Linked DNA regions of Danio rerio: all the other regions are linked to region 2. A link is a contact called in public HiChIP or PLAC-seq and Micro-C data. All regions are on one chromosome and are shown on one strand. The core of a region is the stretch at or near the end of the contact, and the rest is flanking DNA. Distances in the headings are between cores, read along the strand shown. Region 1 holds the start of rhoh (ras homolog family member H). Region 2 holds the start of fam184b (family with sequence similarity 184 member B). Region 3 holds the start of n4bp2 (NEDD4 binding protein 2).

Region 1 (3,451 bases), core at 518-3,017, 140 kb before region 2:
GCAAAGCAGGAAAAGACAGGCCAGGAAAAGAGACAGAGCTCGAGTTTACCACCTATTTTGTATCTTTCTTGACCATGTGTCTAAAACCATTTAAGACATTCAAACTGACCAATCAACATGTGACCACACCATAAAACCAAAAAGAAAGTCAAAAAGACATGTTTTGTCATATAAACAAATGCATATGATATTTTAGCCTCTTACAGGTTTTGGAAAAAAATTCATCGATGAACAAATCATATCAGAGTCATTGGGATAATTAGGTCAAAATAAATGCATATTATAAAACAATTAATGTGTTTTTGACCTTGCATGCATATTAACCTTTTGTTGGAGACCCCAAAACCAAAATATGATCTTTTATAATGCATAATAGGGGCTCTTTAATCACCCTCAAGTCCTTCCTCACCCATAAAACGATAAAGTTTTTTTTGTTTTTGTTAATTATTGAAATATTTTGAAGTTGTCATGTAGAACCATTTATGTCAAAACCTTTGGTTGATCATGATTTGTAATTTCTTTCTATCGTTTCTTTCTGTTTTTCTCACAGTTATACTGAGCCTAAGATCGGGTTGGTGCTGGTTACACTTCATTGAAAGAGCTGCTACGATGAAGCTTTTACTTAAAAATTTCTCTCTTCACTGCCTTAATCCAAAGTGTCTTCGCTAAAGATCAGTAGTGCCAGTAATAATAATAATGTTTTTTGTCTTTTAACTGCATACATGTCTATTTTCACAGCTTTTTGTATTGTGAAAGAGTTTATGTAAGACATAAAACTATCAGGGTACTGCATATTTACCACAGCATTTTACATTGTATTGAATATACATGTTATGCTTTCACCACATTTTAATATAATTAGCTTAAATAGCATTTTCTCAAAATCGATGTCGTATTTTATTAATGGTATATTGTTGACGCATACTTTTGAATTATGAGTGCAGTACCACACAAGTTTTATAAGATCTTGTTTGCTGTCTAGCGTCAGGGTAAATGTGAAGGTCACAGAATGCTATACATATCTGGAAATATAAAAGCTGATCCTCACTTTGCTTTGCATTTTACTTTGTGAGCATCAGAAATATTCATTTTATGCTGCTTTTTGAGTTTTAGCTCAAGGGTTTTATATTTCCAGTTTCAAATATTGTCATGTATATATTTTAGAAAGCGTAACTCTGCTATGCAAATAACAATTCTTATTGTAATTCTTGTGTGTAAATTTGTGGAAAATATTTTTTGTGAAACAAAATTTTGATCCTCAAAAGATTTTATATGTAGCAATTTGTTTTATTTTGTTTGAAATTGAAGAGAAAGGAAGAATAAAATCATAAAATATACAAGTTTTCTTTAAGTGAAATTTGGTGAAATTTAAAAGTGGATAATTTTGAATGTGTCTAGGGCTTGAAATGGCATAGCTTAGCAACCGCCTGGAGCTCACAGCTGAGCATTTTCACATCCTCGATTGTCTTTCTCTTTTTTTAATCAGTAGAAACCGTTGGTGGGGGAAAATACTCTAGCTTGTAGAATGCTCAGTAGCTGACGTTTGTTTGAATTGGTAAAGGTCAGATCTCTCCATGATGAAAGAGGCAGCTGTTAAATTGAATAAAGTTGCACTTCCTGTCCATCAGAGGGCGATGTTGTTGACTAAGTAGTGCACTCAAACCGCTAATGAGTGACTTTGGTGTCTACAATCTAACACGAGGCTTCTGAATCTAAAATGCTACTGCATTATATTTACACAGTTTTCTTAGCACTCCAAACTAAAAACATTTGATGATAAACTTGCAGTACACATATTTCTACTTATCTCCCTTTTATCTTTTTGAGTAAAAAGCCGTTTTCTCTAACTTTTACTAATTTTTATAATAATAAACATAATAAAAAGTATTGAATTTCTTCATACATTATGTACATGTCAATGAATGACCATTAACACCAAATTGCACATTTGCACAGCTAAAAAAATGAATTTATTACACTAGAACCATTGAAAAAACTTTGTATTGTAAAAATCTTTGCTGTATTGATTTTACATTTTCTATTGCATTGAACATAACTGAACTCAAGTAAAAGCCAAAACCAGTAACATAAAGTTAAATAATAATAATAATAAAAAAACTAAAGGTCAGCTTTCTTTATTAGCTGATTTTATGTTCAACAGATGAAAGAAAATTAAACATGTTTGGAACAAGAAACGGGTAAATAAACGATGACAGAATTTTTAGTTTTGGGTTACTACAACTATCATGTCTCAGTAACATGCTCCTTATTCACCTAGACAAGTGCTCTGAGGCTATGGTACTGTAATTACTGTATTGCACTTAAACTAAATGTTCTTACTGACAAGCTGCTATGGTAACTGTTAATTTAATACTAGCTGGGAGTCACCTTTATTAAATGGTAATGTTTGGCTTCTAATATAGCAAGATTAATTTAACTAAATTACTGAGCCCCAGCATTAGAACAAAACCTTAAGTTTCATCAGGGTTTGTCTTGTTTTTGGTTATATCTGTTTTTCTCCTTACTGCATGAGACTGAGGTCATGCACAAAACGAGTTCTTGACTGCAGAAGAAGCAAGACTCGACAGATGAGCTGAGAACGTCACACAGTCACAGCGGAAGCATCAAAAAGATTTGATGTAAGATTTTACAGAGAAAAGAGCCCAGCCTCACATTTCATTTCCCTACAAGAGGATATGATCTTTCTGTTCTTACGAGGACTTGAATTTCCTGTTTAACAATTGTAGTTTTGAAAAATATGCAGAATTGGACTGGTATCTAAACTGAAGTCATTCTTTAAAAAAAAAAACTAAACAAAAGTAATTAACAAAACGAAATGCACCCGTGACACTCTCAATTTAAGAGCTCAAAGGGGTAAGTTGTTTTTCATTGATATATTCTGTTATACATCTATTAACTGCTGTGCTTTAAAACAATGTTTGTGAATTCGAAATTTCTAGTGTAAAGTACAAAATGTAATTGTAAAGGGAAGTTCATTAATCAATAATTGAAATTGAAATGTTAAGGGCTGTCTTCAATTAGAATTATATATTAAATCATAATAGAAAACTTGACTGTGAAGCACTTTAGTTAAAACGTGATCCTTTTTATAGAGCTGTCTCATTTTTAATTTACTAGTTTATTTTGTTAACAAAAATTTGTATTTTTGTTTAGTTTTTTTGATAGTGTCATCTTCTAGACTCAGTTAATTTGTCAAACCTATTTTTGTTCTGCCCAAAACAAAATGGAACTCAAAGTGGAAACAACATGTGCAACTGATTACGAAGATGAGATGTGCAAGCCATTAAAGTAATTTTAAAAGGATTTACATAATTCTCAGAATTTGCAATTTAACTAAAAGTACTTAACCCTCATGGCAGCCGATGTAGGCCTAGGAAGTGCAATTCATTACCTTCTTTTGGAGAATAATCTTTGTCGTTGTTTTTTTAAC
Region 2 (3,346 bases), core at 609-3,108:
TGTATTTATATGAATGGAAGGGGTGAAAAATATTATGGCATTGGCCATGAAACCTCCAAGACTAAATTGGCCAATGTTACAGTTTCATTGTCCTATCACTGTATGATTCCAAGAAATTACGAATAGGACACAAAATTGATGCATTGCAAATCAAGCAATGATTCTGCATTTATTCTAAAATTTTCTGAATGTCTTGTGATTCTCTTTTGAACCAATTCTAAGCTTAGGTTTTACCACCAGATGGGGATTTATGCTTTACAAATAGCCACACTCATGTCTCCTATGCAATAAAAGCTGTGGTGCAAATACCACTTACAGTACATGACTAAAAGCACACTCACTCACTAAACGTGTACAATTGAAAACTAGCCTAGAGTATCATCTGCAGTTAAAATCTCAGAATCAAATACAGAGAGAATCACAATTGCATTTAATTTATTTTTAGATCAATCCATGATTCATAAAGCATTGATTTATTATCCCATCCCTACCTGCAATCATGTTTAAACCAATCAGAGGCCGACTTAGAATCTAAGTGTTTCCATAAGACTGTGCTGTATGCATCAGATGTTTAGCCAGAGGTCTGCGAGGAGTGTTTGGCATGATTTCTGAAGGCTGAGTTTTGTTGTGTTTAATTTAAGCAATAACATTGTACTAAAGATGGCCAAAAATATAATAAATCAAAAAATGTATTTAAGCTGCTGCAAGATTAGTTTTCGTGTAGTTCAAAAATGGTGTAACAAACCACAACACCACTACGAATTAACATTCATTCGTTCATTCACTTTCCTTCAGCTTTAGTTCCTGATTTGTCAGGGTTCGCCGTAGCGGAATGAACTGCTAACTTTAACAAAAATAGCCTAATAATTATTTTATCCAACCCTGTTTAATGAACAAGCATAAATTGTAAAAGCAAAAAAAAGTTCCGTTAGTAGAATTGTCTTTTGCTAAGCCGAACTCTGTCACGTTTACTTATTCGGGTCACTGAATGCTGCATGCGATCTGATGGATACACAGACATCCAAATCTGATTTCTGCTGCCAGTGATCACCCACGGGTCACGTTATTTTTTGATGAGCAATTTGTAGCATGAGTTTGAATGATAAACTCCATATAATCGCATTTGCAGTGTCTATTGAAATCGTGACTGTCTTGGATTACCTTCTGCCAGGTTCTGCATCTGTAATGGAAATACAGTGATGCGACGCCCAGTACATTAAAACCCTGTTGCATTCCTTAAAAAAGCCAGTGGGTCATCAGGCAGCATAAAATTCTGATGTGTCAACCATTTATATTTACACACTACACTGTCTTGTAGTGCCAAGTATATGTAAATATTAATGTAACGTAAATGTGTGCAGTAGAAAGGGTGATTAACACACATGCACGCGTACATCTATCTATCTATCTATCTATCTATCTATCTATCTATCTATCTATCTATCTATCTATCTATCTATCTATCTGATATCCAGGAAACAGTTAAATGATACTTGAGGGGAAAAAAAACTATGCGCTTACCTTGGTTAGCTGTGCTATTTTCTTGCACATTTTCGTGTGCATTTGATAATCATACAATTCCTGTTCTACATTCACACTGGGGATGTCCGCAATAGCAGTCCCGTTGCATGCACCGCTGCCGCCGGGGGGATGGTTCATCTTACCAGAGCTGGAAGCCATAATAACCCGTTAGATCACGCTGATCAATCACAAACTGGGCTGCGCAACACCCTGGTCGTCTTTACGTGATCCTGAAGGTAGTGTCCTTACGACAGCCGAAAGCATTCTGCATGCTGCAGCGACCGGCGAACACCCCACCGCTCCGCCATGAAGCTGCTCCCGGTGAGCGCACAGCTCACAAAATAATGCCATCGGTGATCCACCACCCCGCGGTACACAACTCGCTGACGGCATGTGCCCCCAGTCCGGACACCTGTCTTTTACCCGGGGCGTGACTACCGTCTAACATTAGGAGTCACGGGTACTGCAGTGTAATCATGGCCCCTCCCCTGAACAGCAGCACGCGCAACAGCACAACAAACACAAGCACGCGCAGGTTCCACGCCTTAGTTTCGTTACAGTAACCACAGCTACTCGCATTCACATGATGTTTAAAGATTAAATCGTTTTATAATAAACAAAAGTAACTGAGAACTGCAGTATGATCTAAATGAACGTAAAATAAATGCTTTCTTCTTTTTTTGAGTGTTCTCATTAAGCGTAAGGGTAGATTTACGTTTTCAAAGTGTTCTGGAACCTCCAAAGAGAGAACTAAAGTTCAATGAACATTTAAGTATTTTTTTTACAAATAGCCTAAATAGCGTGAAAAGAAGAAGAAGCTCACAACAAAAAGGGTGCTGTTTGAGTCTCGGCTGGGTCAGTTGTCATTTCTGTGTGGAGTTTGCATGTTCTACCTGCGTTCGCGTGGGTTTCCTCCGGGTGCTCGTTTCCCCCCTCCCCACCCCCCCGCTAGGTGAATTGGGTCCCACCCCCCCCCCGCTAGGTGAATTGGGTAAGCTAAATTGGCCGTAGTGTATGTGTGTGAATGAGTGTGTATGGATGTGATTGAGATGTGTATGGGTTGCAGCTGGAAGGGCATCTGCTGTGTAGAACATGTGCTGAATATGTTGGCGATTCATTCCGCTGTGACGATCCCAGATTAATAAATGGACTTAAAAACAAGTCATTTTAATAAATAAACAAATTTTAGCATAAAAGAAACTAACAAATGAATGAAAGTAATCTTAATATAATAATTCTACAATAATAAATCAAATATTATTAAATATTCAAGTCAAATTAAATAATTAAATTATATTAAAAATAAATAATGAAATAAATACAAACTAAATTTAAACAAACAATTTATTTATTAATAATTAATTAAAAAATAATAAAACACAATTAAATCAATACTATTTTAGTCTAAGATATAGAAAAGTCTAATTACATAAGTTAAATGCACTATAATGGGTATAAAACTTATTAACATAGATTAATAGAATCAATATTTTCGAAATATCATTTTATACCCTTTTTAAATTTAAATTTTCTTGATATTTTTTGGTTTGTAAAAATTCAATACAAAAAAAAAACGAGATTTCTTTTACAACTTTGGGCGGTGGTCTCTCATACGAGTGTGATCATATTTGGTGGTCTGCATCTAAAAAAATCACAACGATGTGGTATTCTGGTTGTTATTAAAAAATAGTACACAAATACATCTATTGTGGGCGGTTCATTCCACTGTGGCGACCCCGGATTAATAAAGGGACTAATCCGACAAGAAAGGGAATCCATTGTGAAAAAAGTCCTGAGAATTGGACCTAGGAGGATTTCAACAGTG
Region 3 (3,283 bases), core at 104-2,603, 170 kb before region 2:
GGAATCCTGAAGGATTTATTTTTTTCCTTGCTGGATAGCTGCTGTCCTGCGGGAATTAAAAAATCCTGTAGGACACATTGAACATATGTGCAGGAATTTCTTACAGGTTTTACAATGGAATCAAGGAAGTGGCAAATCCTGCAGGATTTTGTAATTCCTGCAGGACTTGCAGGAGTCTTTGCTGTAATTGGAATAATAATAATAATAAAACGTTTAAACGTGTGAAATAAGTTGGCGGTTCATTCTGCTGTGGCGACCCCAGATTAATAAAAGAGACTAAGCTGAAAAGAAAATGAATTAATTTTTTTTAATCTATTGTTTAGAAATTTTTTTCATTTTAGCATTTATCTACCTTGCAAATACTTAACTAACATCAAATAAACATTTGTTTGTTTTAGTAATTTATGTTTGTTAATTTTAATAAGAATTATGATATTTTTTGCTAATTGAATAGCATTTAAAATATTTTATAAATGCTATAATAGATTATGTTGATGCAGTTTTGTTTATTTCTATTACAAATGTATCATTTTTGTTTAGCTTAATGAAACAGCAGATTACTTATTTACATTTTACTGCATTAAATTTTTTTTAGTTCATTTTATTTTATGAAATTGTTGCCCCTAACACTACTTGAATTAACTCTTTAACTACCTCACCGAGAGAAAAAAAAATGTTGTATTGCATTTCTTAACTCCTAATGTTGCTTAATTTCTAAAATGTCAGCCTCTACCAAAAGGCTACATTTACTATGAAAAATGGGTAAATATAAAGTGTAAGATCAATTTATTTAAAACATAATCAAAATAAAACATTTTTGAAAACTAAATCATCTTTATTTTTTTAAATATGCCATAAAATATTTCAGATTCTCATTAAAAATGTTTTCTTGTATGTTTTTAATAATAAAAACCAAAATCAAGTGTGGTAGTGCAACAAGATTAGATTATTATTTTCTTTTGTAAACCAACAGTGTGTGCAAATCATTATTTAAGACAGTTATTCTTGAAATTACTTTGAAATTATTTAAAACAGTCAAAGCATGCTGAACCGTTTGGTGGAGGGCAGTCAAAGGGTTAAAGTGTTTTAAAATGGTAATTATTATTTTTAGCAAATTTTCGATCACGTGACAGACAGACAGACAGACAGGCAGTCAGACAGGGTGACTGATTGTTTAACAATCTTCGCAAAAGCTGTTTTTCTTTGACTGTCCCTGTCCATGGGTAACCATAACAAAATTGGTGTCATGCTGTTTCCATCCACTAGAGGCGATGCAGTGTTTTTGCTTTGGAGTTGAGAGTCACCTCTTCTGGGTTTCTTTTACTTTTGGTTCCTCTAGTAAAACTTGTAAACAGAGTTGTTGGTGATTTGAAACGGGGCACATCAGAATGCCAAAGAAAAAGAAAAACGGACATAGTCCGTCCCGAGCACCAATGCAGTCGGCTGAGTACGGAAGCGGTTCCGAGAGTCGAGCATACGGGACAAATGGGTCTTTTGTGACTCGGGCGGGCGCAACACATTTAGGCTCCTCTACGCATTACAGCAGCGGTCGGGTGGAATCTCAAAGTCGGGACGAGATCATCCAGCGAATGCAGGAGATGTTTTCACATCTGGATCCAGAAGTCATTTGCATGGTGCTCTCAGAGGTCGATTTTAAAGGTGCGCATGAATGATCACTCCTGGGTTTAATTTTAATCAGTGTCTGTCTAACTTAAAGTTCGTTGTTGGAAGAATGTACGAGGCAGCACACAGTACTAAAACGTCTCAAGGCTGCTTACAATTGACCAAACATTACGTAACTAATATCATTATTGGTATCAAAAATAGCAAATTTCTATAGTATAGTTTATTTTAGCTCGAATTTTATTTGTGTATGGGCAAAACTAAATTAAAATAAACATTAAATATAGTGAATTACAAACAAACACCGTTTTAGGGCTAGAAATATTTCTTTTTTAAATTATTTTTCATCTAATAAATGCATCTTTGGTGAGAATAAGATGGTCTTTTTGTAAAATTATCTAGTGTAGGCTGTACTTGTTATTTAAAAATTGTTTCTCCTCATCTCTCTGCATTAGTGGACAATGCAATGGATTCCCTTTTGGAGATGTCAGACGCTGCTGAGGGCATAGCACCACCTTCTCCACCCCTCTCAGGCTTTGAGCAGGCCGCTGCTCTCCTCAGAACCAACACCACTCAAACAGATCTCCTCAGTGGGACAGCGCAGCGCTTTGTCTTTTCAAATCAGCCTCGATCTCAACCAGAGCTCAGTCCTGATGAAACTTGCCTGACAGAGGAGTTTGATGCTCTCTTAGATCAAGAACTTCAAACTTTGACAACACAGCAAATGCAAGCGAGCTCTCATTCTCCAGTGTCCTCAATACCTCTCTCTTCTCTGCCCTCTTCTTCTCAATTACTGTCTCTTGCATCTCAGCCTCAATGTCCAGCTCCCCAAAGCTTAGCAGAGCATGCTGAGCACGTCTCTTACTCTGACCCTGGGCTCAGTGAGGCTCGTGGTGGTAGTTCTCCTGTGAATGAATTAAGTTTCGGTGGGGGTCATATCCCCGAGACAAAAACCATATCTCTTGACTTTAGTCACCTAACGCTGGAGGCCAACTCAACTGAACCACGGCCTTCTGCCTTTCAGGTTTATCGTAGACCTGACCAACTACATAACCATGCAGGGGCAAAAAAGCACCAAGAATCACTCAGCACACCTGCCATGTTTTGGAACACGCAGGCTGCTGAATTTCATCCCCACTCTATGGGACCACCCTTTATTACACCCGTCATTCCTAACCCTACACCTTGGAGTAGTAACCCTATCCCTGCTTCACAGTGGCTGACTCATGCCACTGTCAGACAAGCTCCATTGAAGCCTTCTGCAACTGTACCAAAGTCATGGACTCTGCCCACTAGGCACAGACTCAAACTGGAAGGGCAGGTGTTGGTCTTACTTAGAGGGGCTCCTGGATCAGGCAAAACCACTCTTGCCAAGTAAGCAAGTAGATGCATCTCTGGGATATGTACAATTTTATTAAAACATATGCAGTAGCGCAAGGGAAGGCGTCTGTTTAGTACCTTAGAAAAAAGGAGAGAGACTAAGATGTATAAGTTTTTGTCATTATGCTGTAAACATCTTTAGTCCATAAGAGCAGTAAATGGCTTACCACATTTCATCTTATGGTGGAAATTATTTCCTTAGGGGTAAGTTAAAATAGCTTCTCTTGGAATAGGAAGCCTGATTCTTAATAGTATTCGAGATGGACCTAACAGATCTAGA

Evidence for each region. A called contact is a pair of places that touch in the nucleus more often than the background predicts. HiChIP or PLAC-seq counts read pairs in DNA pulled down with a chosen protein or histone mark.
Region 1: a Micro-C map of caudal fin shows a contact between it and region 2, with 5 times the contacts expected there. The contact joins the promoter of rhoh here to the promoter of fam184b in region 2. A contact is called at or near these places in 2 of 18 Hi-C or Micro-C datasets (caudal fin and hematopoietic stem cells).
Region 3: an H3K4me3 HiChIP or PLAC-seq map of embryo shows a contact between it and region 2, with 4 times the contacts expected there. The contact joins the promoter of n4bp2 here to the promoter of fam184b in region 2. A contact is called at or near these places in 1 of 18 Hi-C or Micro-C datasets (an unstated tissue) and 1 of 4 datasets of contacts at active chromatin or transcription factors (embryo).

The regions. Positions count from the first base shown.
Region 1 is chr1:24,979,176-24,982,626 of GRCz12tu, forward strand. rhoh (ras homolog family member H) reads left to right here and starts at 1,768. Exons shown (of 3, transcript NM_001327973.1): 1 at 1,768-2,874. It overlaps n4bp2 (NEDD4 binding protein 2), which reads left to right. Exons shown (of 16, transcript NM_001079967.1): 16 at 551-1,304. The coding sequence ends at 596.
Region 2 is chr1:25,120,825-25,124,170 of GRCz12tu, forward strand. It overlaps fam184b (family with sequence similarity 184 member B), which reads right to left and starts at 1,859. Exons shown (of 18, transcript NM_001201530.1): 1 at 1,522-1,859. The coding sequence starts at 1,680.
Region 3 is chr1:24,952,468-24,955,750 of GRCz12tu, forward strand. n4bp2 (NEDD4 binding protein 2) reads left to right here and starts at 1,354. Exons shown (of 16, transcript NM_001079967.1): 1 at 1,354-1,659; 2 at 2,079-2,997. The coding sequence starts at 1,389.